Regions from separate parts of the Sus scrofa genome. Here region 1 is linked to region 2. Evidence: chromatin contacts called from public Hi-C data. All regions are on one chromosome and are shown on one strand. Each heading gives the region's core, a stretch centred on a gene start, on an enhancer-like site or on the middle of the called end of the contact. The rest is flanking DNA. Distances are from core to core; before and after follow the strand shown. Region 1 holds the start of AKR1E2 (aldo-keto reductase family 1 member E2). Region 2 overlaps LOC106505208.

The links. A called contact is a pair of places that touch in the nucleus more often than the background predicts.
Region 1: a Hi-C map of embryonic fibroblasts shows a contact between it and region 2, with 5 times the contacts expected there. The contact joins the promoter of AKR1E2 here to the enhancer-like site in region 2. A contact is called at or near these places in 2 of 5 promoter capture datasets (fetal skeletal muscle and liver), 7 of 47 Hi-C or Micro-C datasets (embryonic fibroblasts, fibroblasts, heart right ventricle and 4 more) and 1 of 2 datasets of contacts at active chromatin or transcription factors (alveolar macrophages).

The regions. Positions count from the first base shown.
Region 1 is chr10:65,689,820-65,696,427 of Sscrofa11.1, reverse strand. AKR1E2 (aldo-keto reductase family 1 member E2) reads left to right here and starts at 2,979. Exons shown (of 11, transcript NR_145511.1): 1 at 2,979-3,019; 2 at 5,686-5,853.
Region 2 is chr10:65,305,081-65,312,776 of Sscrofa11.1, reverse strand. LOC106505208 reads left to right here. Exons shown (of 6, transcript XR_001299386.2): 4 at 2,092-2,245. Among named protein-coding and RNA genes, the nearest start is that of ASB13, 34 kb to the right of the region's middle. Within about 2 kb of position 5,051, at least 6 of the 83 cell types and tissues checked have an H3K27ac peak or open chromatin away from gene starts, as enhancers often do. A contact at or near this core is called in alveolar macrophages, embryonic fibroblasts and retroperitoneal adipose tissue, where this site is marked.

The sequences.
Region 1 (6,608 bases), core at 1,730-4,229, 390 kb before region 2:
GGACTGGCGGACTCCAGACCTGAATGGAAGCCCCTCTTGGGGGGGGCAAGGGTTTTGTCTCCTCTGTCCACTGAGCTCAGCTAAGTGCCTGGCAAGCGCCTGTGCACGGCAGGTGCTCTGTACTCTTGCTGCCATGCAGCTTCTCAGATGTCTGCGTCAACCTGGAGCCCTCATCCCCAGGGATCCCCACTCTGGCCACACCCGGGACAGGAACACTGTCCCCAGACAGAGCGTGAAAGCGCCTTTACAAGCGTAAGAGCCTCACCCGAGGTCACAGGGCAAGTGAGGCTTGAAGCACAGGGCATCTAAGAACGGCCACGTCCTCTCCAGAGCTGGACACAGGCTCGGTGCTCCTGGTGCCTCGCACCACTCAGCCCTGGCAGGATGCCTCTGAGTTTGGACCTTGTAGCACCCCCGTTTCCACAGGAGCAAACCCAGGAACAGAGAGGTGACGGGAATTCCAAAGACACACGGCTGTGCCACAGAGGGGGAAAGCGCCCCCCTTCTCTCCAGCAGGCCCAGGACCTTCCGAGTGTCAGTGACATTTCAGCAGGTACACAGAGGTAGCATCCAGCTTAGGGGTGACCTGTCTTCATGCAGGGGTGGACCAGGGCCGGGGGCGGGGGGGGGGTCGAGTGAAATAATGTATGTTAACAGCAGGAAAGTGAAAAAATACTCATGGCCATTATGTGAAGTCAGAGCAATATATAAAGAATTTTCCCCCAAATATATGAAAAGCAGTTGTGCAACCGGCCAGGGAGGAGCCGATTGGTGGAGGCAGAGGGAGGGAGGAGCCCGACTCCTGGCCATTGAGACCCGGGCCACTCGAGGGCAAGGCCCCAGCCTGAAGCCCCACAGCCTGCTGCCCACCCCCAACACGCGGGGTCTGCACAGTGAGGACCTCACCAGCCTCTGCTTCCGGGCGTCATTAGGCCTGTAACAGTCAAGACCACGAGACCCCAGGGGTGACGCCACATGTGACCAATGTACAGACTCAGAGGTGGAAGGCTACAAACCAGGGAGGGATGGGAATGTAGCTGGCATTCAGCTCAAAACAGGCGTCGGTTCTGCCGTGATCTCCTGAGAGACACCTCCCCTCTTGGCCTCGTGTCCTAGTTTGTCCCTTGGGGAGGCTGAAATGAAATTCGCTCCTCGCCTTCTCTCGCATGAAACTCTCCAAGGACCCCCCACATTTAGAATCAGGCCCCCAAGGGCCTTATCTTGCTCCCCTAAGCGGCCCTCTGTGTCCGGGTTCGCAGGCACGTGTAATCCCTCCCCCAGAGGGTGGGTTCAACTTAGACACTGGCTTCTAACCAACAGAAGAGGATAAAGGTAATGGGCTCTCACCTCAGAGGACATACAGAAAGTCAGTGACCCTGTCTTGCTTGCTCTGTCCTGAGTACCCCCTGCCCACCATTGCAAAGAACCAAGAGAGGGCTCAGCAACTGACCTCCAGGCAACCTGAACCCTGCAAATAACATGTGGGCAACCGGGAGGGGGGGGGGTGGCTTTGGGAGCAGGGCCCAGTGCCCTGGAGACCGAGGGGCAGAGGCTCCCAGCTGAGCAGAGCCTGGAGGCTGGTCACAGAAACTGAGATGCTTATTCTTGTAATGCTTGTTCTTGAAAGCCACTGAGTTAGCATGATGCTGTCACAGGGCAACAGACTTGCTAGTACTTCCTTTCAGGCTGAGGATCTGACCCTGCCCTCTCCCCTCCCTCCTCCCCACGCGCGCGGGCTCTAGTCACCCAGGCCGGCTCTTGTCCTACCTCCTTCCCGGGCCAAATTCTCCTCTGCACCTCTGGGCCCCACGCCGCTGGCAGATGTGCCCAGGGCTGGCGCCTCTGGTCGTTCTGGTCACCAGGAGCTCCTGGCCCTCTTTCCCGCTCCCAATTTATTTCCCTAGAGCACGTGCTCTCCTCTTGCGCACGGATTTGCTTTTCTGCTTTGGTCCACCTCCCTGTAGGGTCTCTGAGTTCCTGGGCGGGGCAGGGACCACGTGGGGCCTTTCAGCCCCACCCACAGACTTCACAAGACCCCAACTCGGGGTGAGTGCTGAGAGCACAATTGATGAATGAATAATAAAAGGATCTCGGGGCCCCTTCCACCCTCCGAGCAGCTCATTCTGTGGAGATGGAGGCTAATAATAAGAGGAGGCAGGGGGACACCCAGAATGACCCTGGGTGTCCTTTCCAGAGCCAGTTACTCCGTTGACGACAATGGGCACAACCGCCCTCTGCTGGTCAGCGCCAGCACTGCGGCGCCGGGCAGGAAACAGAAATTAAAACACATCCTTGCAGGGTCATCAAGTCAGTGAGGTCCCTGTGGGCTCTAGGGGTGGGGGTGTCAGGGGACCTCGCATCCTGCATGTATTTATTTTGGCAAGTCACCAATGGAGAACCAAGGCCAAAAACTCTTCTACGAGCCTGTGAGACTCTCGGGGTCCGACCCAACACATCAATTTGTGGAGGAGGAAGCAGGCCTTCCCTCCTATCTCTTGGGAGGGTGGAGTAGGAGTGTCGCCATGGGAGCAGGACTGTCGGGGGCTTACCCTCCTCCAAGGCACTCATTGGTGGACACAAGGCCCCAGATCCTGTCCTCTTCCCGCTGCCCTGGGACTGCCCTGGCCCAGACGACCCTGGGACCTCCGGATCCCTGCTCAGCAGCCGGCATCTTCAAGTCCGGAAGCAGAGAGCCGCTGGAGAGTTGCTAGAAGACGGGCGGTGGGTCGGCTCCTGCCGAGGTCCCGATGCCCCGCGCCGGTGCCGGCGCGTGCGCACAACCACTCCCGGACGCCCAACCAGCGGCCTCTGCGCTCGTGGGCGTGGCCACTGCCTGAGTGCCCCGCCCACTAACCAGCTACCTCCGCCAGTCAGCCAATCAGGCCACCTGTGTCCGCCACGGTGCCGCCCCCTAAACTGGCTGTCCCCTTAGGTGGCGTCCCTCTGGAGTCGCGCGGCAGCCCCAGACCTGATCTGAACAATGGAGAAGATACCTGTCCTGGGCCTGGGCACCTGGCAGGTGAGGCAGCCTCGCCGTCCGGGAGGGGCGGCGCCTTTCCTTGGCGCGCGCTGACGTGGGCGGGGGGCACCTGCGGGGCCACCTGGGGTGGGGGCACCCGCCTGGACCCCTCGGAGGAGACGCCTGCCGCAGCCTCCACAGGACCAGCTGGTCGCCCGCACCTGCCCCCCCCCCCGGGGGGGGAGGGCTCTTGCTGTGTTTGAAAGATGGAATATTTAGGCAGCAGATTTTCTGAAAATGAGGGTTGTCCTTATGGTATTTCATATTGAGTCCCAATCATAATTATTCAGAAATAATGTCTGGGAAAGTCCAGAAGAAAAGGTTGTCCAGCTTGAATTTGGGCAGGAAGATTGGCAGTTACCTGACAGATCAGAGCAGCAGACAACCGGGAGATGGAGAAATGTCTGTCTCAAAAAGACAAGGAAACGCTGTCATCGCCAACTTAATTTTGAAAAGAAACTTTGAAACTTTGCCTTCTTCTGGGTGTGAAAACCTGATAGCGGAGGCACTTTGGACCTTTTTCTCTACTTTGGACTTTCTAATTGCTGTCAGGACTTTAGACACAGCACTAACTAAAAAGGCTTTCCTATTTGCTTTAAAAAAAATGCAGAAAACCCCTTAGGTTTTGATAAAAAGATACTCATTTAAGAAGTCACATAGGAAGTTATTGGATGGGTAGGAATTAGAATGATCAACCCTTGCTCGTTAAAATATTATTCAAATTATTTCTTCTATTCACTTATCAACTCGTAGAGGTCAGGAATGTGGTTTAATTCATCGCGGTTTGGCAGAATGAATTGGAATTATTTCCTCTTTTTCTTTTGTTGGAAGGATTTTGTTATAAAGTGGGGTGAATTCTAACCTGTAATTTTTTTGCAGCTATGTGTGTGTTGTATTTAATTGCTTCATTTTAAAAATAATTACAGGACAGTTCAGTTCAATTATAGAACTTTACTTCTTAAGTTTTTCTAGGAATTTTTCCATTTCATTCCAAATTATCAGCTTCTAGTCATTGATAATAGTTTCTTATATTTTATTTTATTTCTTTCTTTTTACAGCCGCACCTGAGACGTATGGAAGTTCCCAGCCTAGGGGTCAGATCAGAGCTGCAGCTGGGCTACGCCATAGCTGCTTGTGACAGCACCAAATTCTTAACCCACTGAACAAGACCAGGGATCAAACCAGCATCCTCACAGAGACAACATCGGGTCCTTAACCCACTGAGCCACAACGGGAACTCCCAGGTTCTTAGATGTTAAATCTCTCTCTCTTTTTTTTAATCTACATGTACTGCTTTTCTTTCATGTCATTTATTTACTTATTTATTTTTTCCTTCTTCCATTTTTTTTATTACTCAAATGAATTGATCACATCTGTAGTTGTATAATGATCATAACAATCTGATTTCACAGGATTTCCATCCCACAGTCCAGGCACATCCCCCCACCCCCCAAACTGTCTCCTCCAGAGACCATAAGTTTTTCAATGTCTGTGAGTCAGCATCTGTTTTGCAAAGAAGTTCCGTCCGTCTGTCCTTTCTTCAGATTCCACATGTCAGTGAAAGCATTGGATGTTCTTTCACGTCATTTAAAACAATCAGTCTTCTCAGTCTTGTCAAAAGTTTGTCTCCTTGGGAATTCCTGCTGTGGGTTGGCATCAGGTTAAATCCAGCGTTGTCTCTGTGGTGTTGCAGGTTTGATCCCCAGCCTGGTGCACTGGGTTAAGGATCTGGTGTTTCTGCAGCTGCAGTGTTGTAGGGCGCAAATGCAGCTAGGATTCCCTCCCTGGCCTGGGGAACTTCCATATGCCTTGGGTGTGCACCCCCCAAAAAAAAAAAGTTTGTCTCCTTTATTAAGGGGTTTCAAAGAACTAACCTCTGGCCTTGTCGATTTTCCCTACCCATTGTTGATACTCATTCTTATTTTCATTTTCTCTTCCCTTGTAATTTCTCCGTGGTCCTTCTAACTCGAGATGGACACTGGGTTCATTAGCGCTCAGCCACTCTGACCATGTTCTTGTTACGTGAAGATCCTTGTACTGGTGCGTCTTGTGGGGTCATGTGACGTTCACGTGAGAAAGCGCCTTGTGAGCTGCGAAGCCCTCTGGGAACGCTGGGTGCAGTGATCCCGCGCCCCATCCTGTGCCTCTTCCCTGAGTTCCAGGCCCCTCGCCTGCTTGAGCAACCCTGTTTCAGGGAGCCTTCTTTCCCACACGTCCACACTCTGTTCCTTTGGGTTCTGGCAGATGCTCCGTGGGATGGATTACCTTTGAGCGCACCTGTCTAGCTTTACCTCTGGGCTGACGGGCTTTGTGGGGTGGGGGTGCGTCTATTACCTCCTTGCATCTCATTCATGGTCATTGTTCCTCCTAAATCCATTTATTCCTTTGTCCAGCCTGGAAGCACAGCATCTAGCTCAGTTATTTACAGGCACTAAAATGACTGAAAATGTAGCATTTCCCCACATAAGTAAAGGAATTTGATCGTAGATAATCTGTGAATTCTTTCCGAACGACACTCCCTAATTTTACGATGGACTCATGTACCGAGGCAGTAGCGTCCTTTTGCAGCTACTGCTGATGCTGCATTGTTCTAGCGTGAAAGGGGCAGGCCTGGGCCAGGCTCTCCCGAGTGTTGGCCGATTACTTCTGCTTCATTCATTCTGTAGGCCGCTCCGGGGGAGGTGACGGAGGCGGTGAAAGTGGCCATCGACACGGGCTATCGACACTTCGACTGCGCCTACTTGTACCACAATGAGAACGAGGTCGGAGTGGGGATCCAGGCCAAGATCGACGAGGGCGTGGTGAGACGGGAGGACCTGTTCATTGTCAGCAAGGTAGGACCCCCTGCGAGAGGGTAGGGCGCAGAGCCCCCCTGGGCTGGGCCGAGAGGGGGTGGGCACGGCACGTGGGGGGCTTTCCGTCTCCTCCCAGCAGAGGGTGACTCCATCCCTGCTTGAATGGGGATGTCCGTGAGTACTGCTTCAAGAATACATGCAGAGCTTTTACAAATATTTCAGGAGTTCCCACTGTGGCTCAGCGGCTTAAGAACCCAGCATAGCTTCTGTGAGGATACGGGTTCAATCCCTGGCCTCTATCAGTGGGTTAAGGATCACCCAGGGGCGTGATCGAAGGCACAGGTCGAAGATGTGACTTGGATCCGGTGTGGCTATGGCTGTGGTGTAGGCCAGCAGCTGCAACTCCGGCTAGACCCCTAGCTGAAGACTTTCCATGTGCTGTGGGTGGGGCCGTAAAAAGACAAAAAGATGAGACTGGGGATCTGACGTGTCCTGAGTGATTTCCCGGCCTCCGTTTCCATAATTGGCAGGATGTACGGTTGCTTCAGTAGTGGATTTGCTCTTCTGGGTCACTCTGAGTTACTCTCGGTGCTTCATCCGTGCTGTCTAAAGCTAGCTTGGAGGGCTGCTCAGGAAGAGGCCTCGGGGTGAACTTGACTGATCTCCTGATCATTATGTGGGTGTCGGTAACGGGTCTTTCGCAGGCTCGCCCCTAAGTTGGTGACAGGTGGCTCTGAGTGGATCAGAGCCAGCCGTGGAAGTGTCATCTCTATCCTCGAAATTTGGAAGTCACG
Region 2 (7,696 bases), core at 3,802-6,301:
TTGCACGGAGGAACCCAGGCTTCAAGGAGGTGACTGCTGTGGTTACAACGCCACCTCAGGGACCTCCCTGGTTCTGGCTTCAGCCATTACTGAGCTCAGACCCCACTTGCCTTCAGCGTCCTGCCTCCCCACCCCCACCCTCTGGTGACAAACCCCCAGCTGTCGCCTCATCAGGCTGAGACACACAGGCTGGCTTTTCTCTAGGCACAGAAGGTGCAGTGCTCGGCCCGTAATGCTTCTAAGGGCCAGCGAAAACGTTTCAACTTGGAGTTCCTGTAAAATCTGAAGGAAAAAAATGAATATAATAATGATGAATATAGGAGTCCCTGCTGCGGTAAAGAATCAGACCAGGGTGGCTCAGGTTGCTGTGCAGTGCAGTGGGTTAAAGGGTCTGGTATTGCTGCAGCCTAAGTCGCAACTGTGACTCCAATTCAGTCCCTGGCCTGGGAACTTCCATATGCCTGGGGTGTGGCCATTAAAACTAATAATGATGACGACGAATATATAATAATCCAGCCTGGATTATATTCATCTTTGTACCAACACAGTCATGAAATACAATTTTTGTGTTGGTTTTTTTTTTGTTTTGTTTTGATGAGACTGTGAACAGAGGAGTCCCTCAAGCCAGTGACGGTCCCAGGGCAGCCAGGAGGCCCCGTGCCTCCAGAGAGCACTGACTAAGGGAAAAGGCGCCTTTCCAGACAAGGAATGCGGAATGGACTGGCTCGGCTGTTCTGAGACGTGCAGACACCTTGAATAAATGGTCTGATCACTCAGAACCTTTTGTCTGAAAAACAAAGAAAGAACTCAATCCCCAGGACCGTTCCCATGTCACAAAGTGGCAGCTCAAGAAACAGGAGCTTAGGAGTTCCCGTTGTGGCCCAGTGGTTAACAAATCCGACTAGTACCCGTGAGGACTCGGGTTCGATCCCTGGCCTCGCTCAGTGGGTTGGGGATCCAGCATTGCTGTGAGCTATGGTGTAGGTCGCAGACGTGGCTTGGATCCCGTGTTGCTGTGGCTGTGGTGTAGGCTGGCGGCTACAGCTCTGATTCGACCCCTAGCCTGGGAACCTCCATATGCCACAGGTGCAGCCTTAAAATGACAAAAGACAAAAAAAGAGGAATGGGAGCTTAATAATAATAATGTTACAGGCTGGGCGTCCATGGCCCCCAATCCTTATGTTGCCACATTAACCCCCACCGTGAGGGTGTTGCCAAAATCTCGGCTGCCTCTGAGCACCGGTGCCGAATAGAAACACAGAGACAGAGTTGGAGGAGACAGAAAAAGTAGCTTTAATTTCCAGGCAAAGAGGGGACACCGCAGGCTAGTATCTCAAGGACTGTGCTGCCCTTGGGATGGTGAGGCGTCTTGGTGATGATGGTTCAGGGAGCGGGGCGTGGTCAGCTCGTGGGCGCTTCCTGATTGGCTGGTGGTGAGGTCATTGGGCATCAGCATCATCCGCCTTCGGGTTCCCACCACTCCGGGGTCTCCATGCTTGCGGGTGGCACACAGTTGACTTCTTCCACCTGGTGGGGCTTCAGCACCTGAAACACAGCCCCAAGGACACGGCTCAGCATAGTCTCCATAATCCTTGAAGAAGCACGCACTAAAGGTCCTTGATTTGTTGAATGGCTGAGCGATCATATCCTGTCTTGCTTGCCTTCCTTTTTCTCTGCATTTTGTTACTTCTCTGATTAAATTGATTCTTTGACTAAAGTTTTTCTGTAGTTAAAAAGGCAGGCGGAGGTCATGAGCCCCCCCCCCCCCGAGGATTTGCAGGGCCCTGCTCGGTTACAGGGCAGTGGAGGTGGGGCCTCTGGGGTTAGAGAGGACACACGGGTCATGGATTTGTTTTCTCTTTGGAAGGACGAGACCAGAGCTGCCTCCCTGGGCCCCGCGAGGCCCCGTGGAGAAGGTGGCCCTCAGCAGGCGGGGCCGTGGGCTCTCCCCAGGCCAGAGCCACACACCTGGGTCTGGGAGGTGCGGCCCCCAGAACAGTGAGAGGTGACCGTGTGAGCCCCCAGCCTGCTGCTCTGTTGTGACAGCCGGAGGCGACCAAGCTCAGCAGCCTCCACCCTCATTCTTTGCAGGACTGACCGCCGAGTGGGAGGAAGACAGGCTTGCATCCCAAGGACAGTGTGAGGGCCTGTGGGTAAGAGCATCACTCGCATCTCAGAGTTGTACCAAGAGGGGACAGACGCCCTCCAGAGGTGGCCGGTCCCTGCCTCGGGTAGGCAGTCAGAGGTGAGTCTGGTGGGCAGGCTGGGCCGGTCCACCACCCTGGGAGGTATGGGGGAGGGCAGGACCAGCCTTAGGGGGCGTCACAGAGCGTCACAGAGGGTCTGCTCCGTGCTGCCCTGGGCTGGTTCCCAATGTGGAAGCCGCCACACTTTTATCTCCCGGTTTTGCTGACTTTCTGGCTGGAGGACTGGGCGCTGCAGCCTCTCTCGCCCTCCAGACACTGCCGACAGGTCTGAGGTGGCCCGGGTGCCATGTCACCCCGATCGCTGCTGGGTCAAAGGTCAGAAACGCCAACGCAGTGGGTCTTGGGGCAGCTGTGGGAGCAGAACTGGGGTGGACCAGCATCTGGGCCAGGAGGTTCTAGAAGTCTGTATGGAGGGCTCCTTCCCTTGTGTTGTGCACAGGCTGGAGGCGGGGGGCATGGTCACTTACCGCCCCCACTGCCGCCCCCACCTCCATCTCGAGGTGCAGCTCAAGTTCAAACCCCAGATGTCAAACACGCGCAAAGCCAGCCCCTCCCGGCTGGGTGTGCGATCTCAGACCCCTTGGTGTCCCCACCCAGCTTCGCCTACAGTCCTGCTGCTTGAGGCTCAGTGTCCACCTGGCAATGTCTGTAAAAACCTGCTGGGATGTTCTGGCTCCTTCCTCTGTGCAGAGTGGACGCAGGGGCCAGATGTAATTGGAAAGACCTGTGGGAGCCAGCAGACCTCCCTCCCCCGGCGGTGGGTACCCAGGGCCAGACACGATTCCGAAAAACCCCGGTTCTCCTGCCCCTCGTTCAGCAAGCACCCTGCGCCAGGCGGGTGCTGGGATTACAGGCGGCGACACCCAGGGCCTGGCTCCAGCCTCGGGGCGGCTGCAGTGCGAGGGTCTCCAAGAGCACATTAAGACGTCACTTGACTCGGGGGGCGAGTGGATCTCAGAAGTAAAAGCAGAGGTGCTTTGGGTCGGATTGTCAGCCTCCCCCATGGAAACAAACCCAGAAAGGGAATGAGTCTTGGGTCCAGGAAAAATGGATACAGCTTTCACAAAGGCCCTGCATGAGCGGAGCCCTGAAAGGATTTTTGGTCTTAGCTCCAGCGCCGTCTGCACAGTCTGCATCCTTTTCACTGGGAGCGAGGGGCGGAGGGAAGGCCGGGGAGCCCCGTCGCCCACCCAGGCTGCTCTGTGCCAGCACTCCCGCCGCCCCTCTCCTCCTCCTCCCTCCTTCGGTCCCCGCCTGCAGGTGTCTTCTCAGGACGGGGTTGTTAAGACTGGGGGGTGGGGGGTGTTAACAAGGGTTGGAAGGTTTGAGTGATTTTTTGCAAAGTTAGATGGCGAAGGTTGTCCTCTCCTGCAGTGATCTCACAAGGGAGGGGAGTTAGAGACGTTGGACCAGAAACAAGAGAACGGCGGGGTCTGTGTTGAGTGATTGGCTGGAGACTTAAGTTCAGTGCAAACCAAAAGCCCATCTTTGAAATCGTGGTTGGTTCTGTTGAGTCTCCGGTGGATGCGGTCGGGGTTCTGCCAGCCTTGGACTCCGTTTTGCTCCCATACGGGGCAGCGACCCCGCCCCGCGGCATCCCCACCACCCTGAGCAGAGCCCCCGGGTTTGCCTCGGGTGGGCGGCTGCCTTGCTTTGGGTCTTCTTCCTCTGTGGCCAGGCAGAGCCCCCCTCGCAGAATGGCCTCGCCATCACAGGCAGTCAGGTAAATCGATGAAGTGTTGCTAGAACGTCAAGGGACATGTTGTAGGCTGGCCTGGGCGCTTGTCGTATTTGTTTCCGTGAAACAGGGTGTCCACATAAGACAGTCCCCCGTCTCGGGTCACTGTTTCCTTGTTATTAGAGGTGTCATTTGGTTTAGCGAGTCTCCGCCATTGGGCCACCTGCTTGGAGCCGCGCGGAGCGGATGCGGGGCTGCCTTCCAGGTGTGACTTCTGGGCTCCAGGTGTGGGCTTTGATGTCTTCCAGCCCTGCAGGTAAGAGGGCTTGATCGGTGCCGTAGTGGTTGGACACTGGGCCCTTCCGTCTGTTCTGAGCGCTTTGGCCGGTCTTCTCTTGGGGGAGGCCCCCGAAAATGGTGGGCGGGCTTGGAAATCCCGACAAGCAGGACCTGGTGCCCCCCACCCCCATTTCCCACCCGAGCTCTCTCTTCCTCTCCCCTCCTCTGAGCCTCCAGCTTCTCCCTGTGCTGCGCTTACCCCATTTTCAGTTGGCCTTTAAATAGAACTAAATCCTATTTTTGCTGAATCCGCTCTGCAGCTTTTTTTAAAGAAGCAGGGGATCCCTCGGACTCCCCGAAAGAAGAAGGACAAAAACCAAACGATTAGACGCTTTGAAGGTAGCCTCTGAGAGATTTTTGTCACCCCTACGGCTCAATTAATTCCAGTTTTTCAAATCACCCATGCGTGTTCTGCACGGCGTAGGTTCCCAGAGGCTCATAAGCAAAATCCCGTGCTCCCTGCGTGGCCCAGTCTGGCCCTTTGCACAAGTCCCCTCCAGGTCTGTGCAACGATAAGTGCCGGAAAGGCCTGCAGTGAACGCTTTACACAGGGAAAACCACGGCATCAAACTTCCCGTTTGTTTCCGTGTTTGGGAGAAAAGAACAGAACAGAAGAGAAGCCGCCTCGGGGCGTCTTTAGCAAGTTCCCGCTCGCCCTGGAAAAGCGTGGCCGCACAATCCAAGCCCTTACACAGCTTTGGAAACTAGCCGGCACCACAGATGTAAAAACGAATGCGGTCGTACTTATTAACCCAGGACTCGCGAAACGGTCACCGTCACCTCCCCTTCCCTCCCAGAGCAGAGTTGCGGCTTCCTTCCTGTTTGGGGCTCGGGCGTCTCTCCCAACCCGTTTCCAGATGCACTTCCTCCCTCTGCTCCCTGCGAACTGGGCTCTGGTCCTTCAGGGCCAGAATTTGTGTGGATGTTTGTCTGGGGTGTTAGCTTTTGCGCTTAGGGTGTTTTTGGCTTCCTCGGTGCCCAGCAGAGAACCTGCAATAGAATAACTGGTGAAAAAAGGATGGATGGAAGGAGGGGGGGGGGGAGTGGACTAAGGGCTGAGAGAAGGTTCCTGTTTCTTGTCTTATCCAGTGTCTGATCCAAAGCAGAAGGAGTGGCAGGATTCAGTCAACACCAAGAAGCAATGGAGTTTTCTCCACTGATCGGGCAGGAAGCAGGAGCTAAACTGCTTTACACCAGCTCCGACTTCCGTGGCCCGTTCTCGTCTCTGAGGTCTGTGGTTCACGAGAACTGCCTTCCTGGAGACCAGCTGCTGGGGGGTAAAATTCCATCTGAAGAAGGAAATGCCTGTAGCAGAAACTCATCAGGACTCTCCTCCCTTTATTCGTGGTTTGGAGACATCAGGCTTTTAGGAGGCGCTCTGTTTAGTCGGGACCAACTTAAGACATGTTTGCATTCAAACTGCCAGAGATCGCAGGACTTTGACGCCTACCTAACGGGTTTAGCTGTCAGCTCCATGTGGTACCCACACTGAGAAAAGAGAAAAAGCAAAGCCGCCAGGCTCTGGAAGTCTTTACGCACCAGGCTGCCCAAGGAACGTGGGATGGCACAGCTGCTCACAGTGTGAGCTGGTGGGCTTTGTGATGGGAGCCAGGCTTAGGCTCGTTTTCCTGAATAAGGAAACTCCAACACTTAACGTGAAGGGTGCTGCCCCTGGAAAGAAAGTGTGAGCAGTGGTTCCGACAAAGCAACCCAGGGAGGAAGCGGGTAGCAGAGTCATCCTTCAAGTCCCAGAGGACTTGTTAAAAATTAAACTTGGGCGTATTAAAAGCTATAAGAGTTTATTTCAGGAAATCCATTCAAACCAGGCAGCATTCAGTCTGGCAGGTAGAAAGGTGGTCTGAGGAGTTCCCACTATGGCAAGGTGGCTTGAGAATTCAACTGCAGCAGCTCGGGTCGCTGCGGAGGTTCAGGTTTGATCCCTGGCCTGGGGTAGTGGGTTAAAGGATTGGGTGTGGCTGCAGCTGCCACTCAAATTCAATCATTGGCCCCAAGAACTTCCATATGCAGTGAGTCCAGCAGAAAAATGGAAGGAAGGAAGCAAGGAAAAGTCCAAAACGATGTCCCAAATGAGAGACGTTTATGGGCGACAGGAAGCCGGGTCCAGAAAGTTATTCTAGACAAAATGTAGGTTGGTAATTGCAAGGTCACTTTCCTTTAGGGAGTGTGGGGTCTGTCAGGCAGGTTGCATAACTGGTGCTCATCGGCTGCTTCCACGTGGGGAGTGCTTCCGCAGTAATGAAGTCTGTTTGGTGACACGGGGCTTAGCTTAAGTGACTATAATGGGGGCCTGTGGTCTTGCTTTGAACAAATTCCAGCCTTGTACAGACTCATCTAGACGCATCCGCAGGTCACCCCGTGTAGCATCTCTGTGCAGGGCTGCTGGGGCAGGGGGAGACTCTGCCTCCTTCGCTGGAGACAGGGACACGGAGGGAGGGTGAGCAGGAGAGGGAGACACTGCTGGGAGACCTGTTCCCTCCCCGAGCCTCCCAGTATCCCCACCTGCAGAGGGCACGCGGCACCCAGGCTCTGCGGCTGCGTCTTCCTGCTGTGAGGTGCTGCCTCGGTTTAGAGGAACAAGCTTTGATCTCCAGGAAGGCTTGGAAGCTGAAAGGGTACCGTTTAAAAAAAAAAAAAATTAAGCTATAGTTGATTTACAGTGTTCCGTCAATTTCTGCTGTACAGCAAAGTGACCCAGTGTGTGTGTGTGTGTGTGTGTTCTTGTTTTCATATTATCTTCCATTGCGTTCTATCGCAGGTGATTGGACACAGTTCCCTGTGCTGTACAGCAGGACCTCACTGCTTATCCACTCTAAGTGTAACAGTTTGCACCTACTAACCCCAAACTCCCAGTCCATCCCTCTCTTCCCCCTCAGCAACCACAACTCTGTTCTCCACGTCTGTGAGTCTGTTTCTGTTTTGTGTATGGGATCATTTGTGCCATTTTTTAGATCCCACATGTAAGTGATACCATATGGTATTTGTCTTTCTCTTTCTGAGTTACTCCACTTAGTATGAGAGTCTCTAGCTGCATCCATGTTGCTGCAAATGGCATCATTTTGGGTTTTTTATGGCTGAGTAGTGTTCCATCGTGTGTATGTACCGCGTCCTTAGCCCTTCGTCTGTCAGTGGACATTTAGGTTGCTTCCACGTCTTACCTATTGTGAATCGTGCTGCAATGAACATTGGGGTGCAGTATCTTTTTGAATTACAGTTTTCTCTGGATGGATGCCCAGGAGTGGGAATGCTGGGTCAATGGAAGTTCTATGTTTAGTTTTCTGAGGGAAACTGTTTTCCACAGTGGTTGCACTAACTTACTTTCTGCCAACAGCCTAGAAAGGTTCTGAGAGGGAGTCTTAAACAGAACCCACTTTACAATGGTCATGCAGATCTCTCTTTTTTTAAAAGACAGTTCTGCCCTTTGTCGCTCTTCTGCATTAAACTTCGGTTAAGG